Linked DNA regions of Mus musculus: region 2 is linked to region 1. The links are chromatin contacts, called in public promoter capture Hi-C maps. All regions are on one chromosome and are shown on one strand. Each heading gives the region's core, a stretch centred on a gene start, on an enhancer-like site or on the middle of the called end of the contact. The rest is flanking DNA. Distances are from core to core; before and after follow the strand shown. Region 1 holds the start of Srp14 (signal recognition particle 14). Region 2 holds the start of Adal (adenosine deaminase-like).

Evidence for each region. Promoter capture Hi-C pulls out the DNA fragments that hold promoters and counts their contacts.
Region 2: a promoter capture Hi-C map of liver shows a contact between it and region 1, with 4 times the contacts expected there. The contact joins the promoter of Adal here to the promoter of Srp14 in region 1. A contact is called at or near these places in 1 of 39 promoter capture datasets (liver) and 1 of 484 Hi-C or Micro-C datasets (B cells).

What each region holds. Positions count from the first base shown.
Region 1 is chr2:118,476,136-118,481,595 of GRCm38.p6, reverse strand. Srp14 (signal recognition particle 14) reads left to right here and starts at 1,900. Exons shown (of 5, transcript NM_009273.4): 1 at 1,900-2,005; 2 at 2,146-2,218; 3 at 2,563-2,675; 4 at 4,737-4,769; 5 at 5,289-5,460. The coding sequence starts at 1,982. The coding sequence ends at 5,378.
Region 2 is chr2:121,138,491-121,143,967 of GRCm38.p6, reverse strand. Adal (adenosine deaminase-like) reads right to left here and starts at 1,875. Exons shown (of 10, transcript NM_029475.2): 1 at 1,665-1,875; 2 at 1,314-1,444; 3 at 759-819. The coding sequence starts at 1,724. It overlaps Lcmt2 (leucine carboxyl methyltransferase 2), which reads left to right and starts at 3,270. Exons shown (of 1, transcript NM_177846.3): 1 at 3,270-5,477. The coding sequence starts at 3,368. The coding sequence ends at 5,428.

The DNA.
Region 1 (5,460 bases), core at 651-3,150:
TCTGGGATTATAGGCACGTGTAGATACACTCAGTTCTGCCTTCTTTATAGTGTGTTCTCTATGCCACAGGTGGGGGAATCTTTCAAATATAAATATGATTTTCATTGTCTGTGTACGGCATTCTTATCAAGACCTTCTCTCTGGATTTGCTTTTCGGGTTTTCGAGACATGGTTTCTTTGGCTCTCCTGGAATTTACTCTAGACCAGGTTGGCGTAACTTTTGAATTTTCTCAAACCCTACTTTTAATAATGGTTCCTAAATGCTCTAACCTCCCTTCTAGCCCACTACCTACAGGTTATTAGGATACAGGGGAAGTGTATCTGTTTAGAAATTATTCTTTGGAGCAAATCCCACCCCCATTGTCAGGAAATCAGCAGTTCAGTTCATAGCGTTCAGTAGCAGCAGCTCCATCCACTCGCAAATACTTCATTAATACACCGAGAAGCAGCCCAGCAGTCCAACTCAGAAGTGTTGGGATGGCAAACATGAATCAGCAGTGGTGGCATGACCTAGCAGAAACTGCCAGGCCTCCACCAAAACCAGCAGGAGCAATTAAGCCAGGAGAAGTTCTCTGCCATGTCTCTCTGAATGACGTGAAGATCATTGAAGACGCAAGACCGAGAAGCACTCCAAAACTAACTATGCAAGCCCCCATCACTGTCCATTGAGTCCTATTTATACTCCCTCCAAACATCACGTGTCCTCTAAGGGTCTTGCCTCAGTCTGACTTAGCAAAACTCCATGAGTCTGTATCAGCTGACATCACTCTGCCAATTGGCTGGAGTCCGAGGAAGTGGCAAGAAACTGCAGCATATCACCAGAAGTTTTTGTGTGTGTGTGTGTGTGTGTGTGTGTGTGCATTTCTCTCTATGGGGTCATGACAAACGGAGCTCAGCTACTCAATGTAAGGTGAACCAATGCATGCATGTTGTTATCGAAGAATCCTTCATCTCTCATTCTTTCTAAACATCCTTTTACCTGTGTCTGCTTCAGCGAAATGTTCTTTGATATAACCGATTTACCAAAGAAACCAGAAGTTTCCACTTTAGGCTGGCCTTGAACTCAGAGATCCTCTGCCTGTCTCTGCCTCCTGAGTGCTGAGATTAAAGTCATGGGCCATCATTCTTGTCTGAATTTAAGATTTTTAAACATCTTAAATCCAGATACTCACACTCCACCGATGAGCCACTCCCTCCCCACTCCCCTCTTTCTACCAGGAACAACATCTGAGCCTTCTGTGGCTATGGGCCCTGCTAACGGTGGCAAAGGCCCCGTGTGATCCCCGGCTCCTTCTCCAATCACTTTCACATATTTTCCCACCCTCTGAAGTAGGATAGAAAGAAAAAACTATGGACCCTGGAAACAAAAAAAAAAAAACAAAACAAAAAAAAAAGCACCTTTTTCTGGGGTCTAGCCTGTGCTTCCTGCTGACTTCAGCACTGCCGATGAGATAGATCAACAGTGCCTTCAGAGCAAGTACTCTTTGTCTAAAGATACCTCAAACAAAGATACTGAAACAGCGAACTCTGCTGTTTTAGCTTTCGGCTTTGAGTTTAACTTGGAGCTCCTTGGCCACTTATTCCTAAATGTAAACAATGCATCTATAAAAACACCTCACATCTTCATCTTCATCAGCAAGTTCTGAGAAACCAGATCATTGTGTAAAAAATGGGGAAAGTGAGTCAGTGGACTCTTGGGTGACTTGCATATGTCTATCCAGTCTTTCTTTTGCTCTCATTCCCTCCTACAGCCTACGGTGTAGCTTGACAACGCAGTCCAACCACCGAAAGCAAGCGTCACTCCTCATCCTGGATAGACGCGGGAGGAGGCGCCGAGCGCGCAGGCGCAAGGCAACCCGAGCGAAGCGAGGATTGACGGAAGACGTGCAACTAAAGCGGAAGTCCCGCCCAGCGCGAGCGAGTTTTCCGGCTGTAACCGCTGGAGGCTTCTGCTGACGGCGTCGGACCTGCGGAGCCCAGGATGGTGTTGCTCGAGAGCGAGCAGGTACCGGCGGCCCCGGAGGGCCCGGGACTCGAGCGAGTGGGGTCAGCTCGGGTCGCGGTTCTCCCTTTGCGGGCGGGCCGGGGCCGTGAGGCGGCGGGGCGAGGAGCGGAGGCTGCCTAACGGGGCGTGTTGTGTTGCAGTTCCTGACGGAGCTGACCAGGCTCTTCCAGAAGTGCCGCTCGTCGGGCAGCGTGTTCATCACCCTCAAGAAATGTAAGCAATCTCCGGGGCCGCCTGGGAGGGGACAGCCCGGCCCCCGGCCTGTCCGCACCGGCCACCTCCGGGGCTCGTGGCCGGTGCGGCGCCGGCCACCCACTCACCGTGACAGTGGGGCCCCAAGTGTGTCCGACGCCCGTTGTCAGGCAGCCCGGCCCCCGCTCCGTTAGTGAGGAAGAATATGCCTCGGGGTCCCAGTGTTTATCGAGCGAGTCGTTGCTCCTAGTTTTGGCTGTATCCTGAGTGATGGCGGACCCTTCCTTACGATCATCACTTTGGACCCAGAAGCAACGCCTGTGGTGGTGTTTACCTGGGTGGACTTTTTTTTTTCTTAAACACAGATGACGGTCGCACCAAACCTATCCCGAGGAAGAGTTCTGTGGAGGGCCTCGAGCCCGCAGAAAACAAGTGTCTGTTGAGAGCCACGGATGGGAAAAGGAAGATCAGCACCGTGGTGAGCTGGAGGCCTTTCTTAAGGCTCTGCTTTCTTTTGAGTTGGCCTGGCCGACTCAGAAAAAGTCAGTTTTCTCTCAAGTAGCCAAGGTACAGGAGCAACCTATCTCAGTGCTAGCTAGGGGAACACATTTAAAAAAAATTAAAATAGTGTCTTGCAGTCTACTCAGGCTGACTTTGAACTTGTGATTTAGGAAGCTCACACCAGGCGCTTCAGCCCGTGCTGGTGTCACAGGAGTGTCTCATCAACTGAGACAGATGACAGTGATGGTTTTTGTGAAGTTGGAGATGTGACCCAAGCCAGGGTCTTCATCCCGCTAAGTCATCGCTCTGGGTTGAGCCTCACCCCCACCCCGAGGGAGGAGGGGCATGTCAGGATTAGGTCCGGGTCCCCCTTCCCTGTCATTTTGGCCTGTCACTCCCAGGCTGTTGTGGGATCAGGATCTACTTCTGCTTCTTTTTGGTGGAGGGGGTGGGTTGTTTGGTTGGGATAAGGTCTCGGGTAACTGAGGTTCCTTAGGTCGCCTCTGTCTCCAACGTGGTGGAATCCTAGGTGTGCACCACCTTCACAGTTCCTGTTTTTGTAGGACAAACTATCAGCAATAAACTGTTAGGCAGAAAGTAGAGGCCGAATGCTTGTTCTGCTGGAGTCCGTGGTAGTGAGCATGTGGTCCGTTTTCCTAGGAGTTGCTGTGAAGCATGACTGGCTGTGTTTTCTTTCTCTGCTGCTCCATCAGTACATAGGTTCTGGGAATTAGATGATTATTTTTAACCTGTTTTTTTCCAGGTCTTTGTGGCTCACTTAACAAATGTAGCTACAGGTTAGGCTTGGCACTACAGAGGATATCTAGTCAAGAACCATGATCTTTTTATGAAAGGGTGAATATGCAAAACAAAGATTCCCTGGATTCAGAGCGAATGCTTCTTAATTCTATAGCGAGCCTGTAATGACAGTAGTACAGGATACTCAGGAAACTGCGGACGGTAGCTGATGTTCTCTTGAGACGACTGTCAAGGTAAAGCAAGGCTACATTGCCGTTATGGTTGGCTGCCACAAATGTGAAACAGCCTTTTTCCTAGGTATTATTTCTTTTATGACAGTTTGAATTGTGCTTATATCAGTCTGAATCAATGGAAGATAGAGTTTCATGAGACAGGTCCTTGCTTATCCAGCCCATCCTGGCCTGGAGCTTGTTCCTGTTCAGGCCAAGCCTGCCGAGCACTGGGACTCCAGGCCAGAGCCACCACGTGCTCAGCAGAGGGAGAAGTTTGGATGTAGTTTGCATAATAAAATGAACACTTTTGACAAGTCCTCTGATATCGCTCAGAATCCAAAGAGAAAAACGTAGGGGCATCTGTATAAGGTTTTTTTTTTGTTTTTTTTTTTTTTGTTTTTCGAGACAGGGTTTCTCTGTATAGCTCTGGCTGTCCTGGAACTCACTTTGTAGACCAGGCTGGCCTCGAACTCATAAATCCGCCTGCCTCTGCCTTCCAACTGCTGGGATTAAAGGCGTGCACCACCATGCCCGGCTCTGTATAAGGTTGTTTTTTGTTTTACCTTAAATTTAAAGACTGTGGTACCGGACGATCGTCCCAGCTTTGTCTCACAGTTGGGGTTATCAGAGTGGGTTTGTCTGAGGGATTTTAGAGAGGTGAATAGTTTGGTGGGAGCCCACTTCTGCCTTCCCATCCTGCTGCAGATGTCATATGGAAGAAGGCACAGAGCTGCTTTGCTTGTTCTTGAGAGCAGGTTAGGGTGGTTAGACAGCTGTGAGTACACTGGGACCCCGAAAGTTGGGAATTAGTATTTAAAGATTAGTTGTCTTTTTGTTGTCTTTTTGAAACAGGGTCTCTGTGCGGTCTTGCAACTCGCTATATAGACCAGGCTGGCTTAGAACTCACAGAGATCTGTCTGCTCCTCTCTCCAGAGTGCTGAGGTCCAAAGGTGTTTGTGGGCTACCATGCCTGGCCTAGGTGTTGTCTTGATGAACATTTTGGCTTTTCTTGGGTGAATAGGTGGTGTCTATATCTATAAAAAGAGATGGTCTTTTTCCCTTTGCAGGTGAGCTCCAAAGAAGTGAACAAGTTTCAGATGGTAAGTTCCATTCCCTGCTCTCCAGTCCTCCTTGAGGGCGTGGTGCCACCCAAGATGGAGCCTGACCTCTCCGTTTGCCCGCACTTTCATTTTATGAATATTGTTCAGCAGTGGTTTCCTTTCCCTCCTGCCTACCTTATTTTTATTTTTTCCTTTTTTCTTTTTTTGGTTTTTCGAGACAGGGTTTCTCTGTGTAGCCCTAGCTGTCCTGGTCCTCACTCTGTAGACCAGGCTGCCTTGATTTCTTTCCCTTTAAGACTAGTTCTTTCTTAAACTTCAGATATGCTCTATGATATTGTTGAGTAGGAAGTTGTCTGAAGTTTTCCCTTTTTGCTTGGGGAGTGCACGGCCTGCAGCTCCCTGGGGAGTATGTCTCAGCTGCTGAAGGAGTGAAGACTTTGATGGCATACCAGTTGCCAGGACAGGTGTCCCAGAAGGCTTTCTCATGCCAGCTACTCCAAGTCTGTGTGAAAGTCACCTGCTTCCCCAGTTGGTACCTTTTCTTGTTCTGGCTTTCAGGCCTATTCAAATCTACTGAGAGCCAACATGGACGGGCTGAAGAAGAGGGACAAGAAGAACAAGAGTAAGAAGAGCAAACCAGCACAGTGACAGGCGTGGCTGCTACCAACCAGCTGCACAAGTGCATTTTTCCTCTGTTTGCTGCTTTCAGCACCTCTGTATGTAACTGTTT
Region 2 (5,477 bases), core at 626-3,125, 2.7 Mb before region 1:
CTGAATCCCAGCATTTGAAAGGTGGAGACAGGAAGACTAGGAATGCAAAGCCAGCCTCAACTACAGAGAAAATATGAGACCGGTCTAGGCTCCATGAAAAAGAAGAGAGAGAGGAACAGATAAGAAATATGCCTATCTGAGGACAAATATTTCTCTTTTGTGAAAATTTATTTTGTATGCACAAATGTTTTTCCCTGCACATATGTCTGTGCACCACGTGTGTGCAGTGCTGAAGAGGTCAGAAGAGGACCAGGTCAGATGCCTAGAACTGGAGTTACAGAGGGGTCCCAATACCATGTAGTTGCTGGGAATCAAACCCAGGTCCTCTGCAAGAGCAACCAGTGCTCTTAACCACTGAGCATCTCTCCAGCTCCCAACTATTTCTTATGACATGTCCTACATGGAAATCAGGGTCAGGCTCTCCTGCCTTTCTCCTCCCCGTTCAATACAATGCTGACCTTGGTTCTTCTCTCACTCCCTTCCTTTCCCTTCCACCCGCTTCCTCTTTTTTTAAGACAACAACAGACTTTACATTAGCTCTTAGGCCAATGTCTTACACTGACTTTTCAAAGAGTTGTCATGAAAAAAAATCTGTAAATTAATAGAAAAAGAAAGGAAAAAATAAAGAGGGGGAAGGAAGTGGGGGGAAAGAGCAAGCATCTCCATCAGAGCGTGGATGAAAGCCAAAGGACATGCGCAAGGTGAGCTGTGCACTGCTGTGGAAAGTCACGCCATTTTAACCTGCCTCTGTGTCTCACCATCAGGATGTCCTCAGCACTAGTAGTAAGCTGATGTATAACTTGGAACATCTGGAAACATCTACAAATGAAAAAAAAAATGTCTTAACACACTTCCCTCATCAAAACCTGTTACTCAAGAAAAACCCTCAGAATGGAATTAATTAGTAAATTTGAGGTTAATAGTAAGTATATATTTAAATTTACAAAGAACTATAGGATACACCTTTTTTCAAAATTACATTGATCTAGAAAGACAATTTAATAGCTAAAATAAGATATTACTTATTTATATTGAAAAGTATGAAACAGCCATTCCTATTCTTTAATCCTGCCAGGACTAGCAAATAGAGAAAAATCAATCTGTCTTTATTTTCAAATCTAAGGAACAACTCAATATGACAAACAATATAAATCATTAAACATACTGTCAGTCTGACAGTTGGAAAAGCACTGTGAGTTAGGTTATATATTTTATGCCAGATGTCTACCCTATCTAAGTATTAAAATCTGATTCTTATATATTATAATCCCAAAATACAGCCACAAAAAATTCCCACAACCTCCCAAACTCACTCTTGTAAAGTCCTTTTCTTCCCCTTGTCAATCATGGTCATGTGACCATGAACGTTAAGATGTGGCTTCTTGGCTATCAGTTTCTTCATGGTACTGGAACTAATGGAGCCATTCAAGTGGGCATGGAGCTCCTAACACAAGAGGACAATCAGTTCACAAGAGTCCACGAGATCCAGAGCCCCATACATCAGGCCCTGGTGGCCTGGTTCCTAGTTGTAGTTTATACTAGGCCAGCTACTTGGTTCAGCTATACCCACTCTACAATTTCTACCCATAAGCTTTACTTCTCTTTTGTGGAAAACAATACAAAAGCCATTATACAGTAACAAGAACTCTGTAGTTAATTCTTACCACTTTTGGTAATTGCAGATAAAAGTCTGTCTTCCCAGGCCACTGCTGTCCGGCCTCCATCACTTCAGTAGAAGGAAAAGTTTCTCTTTGCTCTTATTCTCGGCTTGGACGATAAACTTATCAAAGTGGGAATCTCTGAGGTGCTGGACTTCCTTCAGATTGCCATTTTAAACAAGACTTGCACTATGTGTGGCTCTGGGATCACTTTCACCTACAATAACAAATGTAACTATTTTCAGATCTAACATGCAAACAGAAACACAGTCACTGCTGATATCTTCTTTTTACACCTCCCAAGCCCCCTCAACCCCCTGCTCCCACTAACTTAAGTTAAGCAAAGCTAACTTAGGTGTGTCTGCAATGGGGAAATGACTAGTAAAAAAAAAAAAGAACAAGAAAAAAAAAAACACCCGAAAACTAAAAATCCAGCGTTCGTCTGTCCCTTTAACTCTGGGCTCCTTTAATCTACTGCGTAGGTCAGGTTAGCTTACACATGTAGCACGAATTTGCTTTTACAAGAAAACATGTTATTTCATATTTACGTCGCACAAACACTTTCCTTAAATGGGTTGGGTCTGTCAGGCGAAAATCCTGTCTCTGGATGGAGGGTAGTATTTGCTGCCTCCTGTCTCTGATCCTTCTGGTCGACTAGATGCCTTTATTAACATATCTTGCACGCACTGAATCATTCTGCCACACAATCTGCTCTTCTAAGACCACTAACGAGTTCCTAACCCTAAAACATTTTCCAATAACCAAATCTTCATAGAAAATTTTTCTTGATCCAGTTGGACTCCAGAACTCATACTCTCAGCCGTTACATACTACTGCTCTGAGTTAACCATTCTTCAAGTCTTTCTATTTCCTTTCCTAATCCAAGCAGACACTAAATTAGTAAATGATGAAGTTTCTACGCATCTCTGGGAGTGCTTTCTTACTGGTATCTCCTAAGCATCAAATGTAGAAACTTTAAAAGTCCAACCTGGGTTGCTTCCTTTAAACAACAACGCCACAGGGAATAATCACATCTCTTCTATAGCGATTTTCAGCAGACATACTCAATACCACATACGAATCACAGAATCTTGGAAGTGGAGGGGAGTGTCATTTTTACATGCTGAATACTTACTCACTGTAGACCTAGCACAGAATTTAGACTACATGAGAATAAACAGCACGTACAGGGGCAGTGGGTTAATAATAATCAGTAATTATCCGTAAAGGTCTCTTTCTTCACTTTCCATATGGCCTAATTTAAGATCTAAATGAGTTCTCCCTCGCAACGAGAACACTCAATAAAGGAGCAACTGTTACTTTTGTGCAAGGACCAATCTACTCTGGATTGCTTAAGATCCGAGGTGCTGGTCCTCTTTTGCCGGACCAAACCGGTATCAGGTCGTCAGCCTCCGATTCACCTAAAAATGTTCTCAAATAAGAGGATCTACACAAGTTTTTTTTTTCCCTGCAGAAAATGCCTGTACAAAGAGGTAACTTGAGCTCTCCAAGCGCTAGCTGTTACCGAAGCAGCTGGCGTGTTCCCAGGAAAACGTAATTTGGAAAGGGGGGGTGGGGGGGGGGAAGGTCAAAAAACCTCTCGCGGGTTTTGGCAGAGAGCGGTCTTCTCGGAAGTGACGCACCCAGAAGCGGATGAGCGGGAGCTCGGTAAGTGTTCTGTGTGCAGTATTGCTGAGCACCTTCTCGTCATGGGCCCGCGAGGCCGCCAGCGCCGGGCGGGAACGGTCCAGAGCACCAACGACAGCAGCTCCCTCAGCAAACGATCGCTTGCCGCACACGGATACGTGCGCGACCCCTTTGCGGCGCTGCTGGTCCCGGGACCCGTGCGGCGCACGCCGCTTATCCACCGCGGCTATTACGTGCGCGCGCGCGCCGTGCGTCACTGCGTGCGCGCCTTCCTCGAACTCACTAGCGCGCTCCCGTCCCGGACCAGAGCCCAGATCCTGTCCTTGGGCTCAGGCTCCGACTCGCTTTATTTTCGTCTGAAAGCGGCGGGCCTCCTGGCCCGAGCTGCCGTCTGGGAGGTGGACTTCCCGGACGTGTCTCGGCTCAAGGCGGAGAGGATCGAGGAGACCCCGGAGCTGCGTGCGCAGACCGGTCCTTTCAAGATCGGGGACTCGGCGTCATCTCTGTGCTTCGAGAGCGCGGACTACCGCATCCTGGGCGCGGACCTGCGGGAGCTCCAGCGATTAGGAGAGGCCCTGGATGGCGCCGGCCTGGACGCCACCTCTCCCACGCTGCTCCTGGCCGAGGCGGTGCTGACCTACTTGGAGCCCTCCAGTGCCACAGCCCTCATTGCCTGGGCCGCCCAGCGTTTCCCCGACGCCCTTTTCGTGATCTATGAGCAGATGCAGCCGGGGGATGCCTTTGGGCAGATCATGCTGCAGCACTTTCAGCGGTTGCATTCACCCTTGCATGGCCTGGAGCTGTTTCCCGTCGTGAAGGCCCAGCGCCAGCGCTTCCTTCAAGCTGGCTGGACTGCCTGCAGCGCCCTGGACCTGAACGAGTTCTATCGCCGCCTTCTCTCGGCAGAAGAGCGCCAGCGGGTTGAGACGCTTGAACCCTTTGATGAATATGAGGAGTGGCATCTGAAGTGTTCACATTATTTCATCCTGGCAGCATCTAGGGGAGACATTCTGTCAGAAACTCCAGTGTTTGAGCCCTCAGAGGCTTCTTTTCAGATAGATCCTGCCTCGCCTTCAGGGTTTCTTTCTGCCAGAGTAGTCACTAGTGACCACCAGCACTCAAGCCTGAAGCGATATGGCCACGCCTCTGCCCTCTTGAGCCCTGGCGTTATTTTCAGTGCAGGAGGCTTTGGAGAACAAGAGGGACGACACTGCCGAGTGAGCAGGTTTCACGTGCTCTCCAGATCCTGTGACTCGGAATGGGAAGGCTGCCAAATAAGTACCTTGGGGACTGAAGGCCAGTGGGATGGACGCCTTTATCACACCATGACAAGGCTTTCTGATACTCGGGTTCTGGTTCTTGGAGGAAGACTCTCCCCAGTAAGTCCAGCCTCTGGGGCTCTCCAACTTGATTTATACAAAAGTAAGGATAATTGCTCTGAGGGCCAAAATGTAACAGTAACGAAGGCTGCCTTGGAAGAAGGTTCAGTGTTGTCATGTTGGCGGCATTCAACAACGGAAGTATACTATCAGAATCAAAGATACTTATTTGTGTATGGTGGCCGAAGTGTGGCTGAACCTGTACTAAGTGACTGTCGTTTTCTACATGTAGAGACAATGGCTTGGGTCAGAATCCCAGTACAAGGCGCATCACCCGAAGGTCGGCATTCCCATAGCGCCTGCAGTTGGCAAGGGGGAGCACTTATCGCTGGAGGTCTTGGGGCTTCTGAGGAACTGTTGAGCTCTGTACTCTTTCTCAAACCAGTGTCCTCTGGATTCCTCTGGGAATCAATAGATATCCAGCCCTCCATTACCCCAAGGTACTCTCACACGGCTCATGTGTTTAATGGAAAGCTGCTTCTGGTTGGAGGGGTCTGGATTCATTCCTCCTCAGTTCCTGGAGTGACTGTTATCTGTTTGACTACAGGGTTGAGCTCTGAATATCAGATTGACACAGCGTCTGTGCCATGGCCATTAATGCTGCACAACCACAGCAGCGCCCTCCTTCCTGAAGAGCAGCAGCTCCTGCTTATTGGAGGTGGAGGGAACTGCTTTTCCTTTGGTACTTATTTCAACCCCCACACAGTGGCATTAGACCTTTCTTCCTTACGTTCAGGGCAATAAAGAATGGACTTGATATATTTAGGACCTAAGGGTGAATTTGTTGTATTGC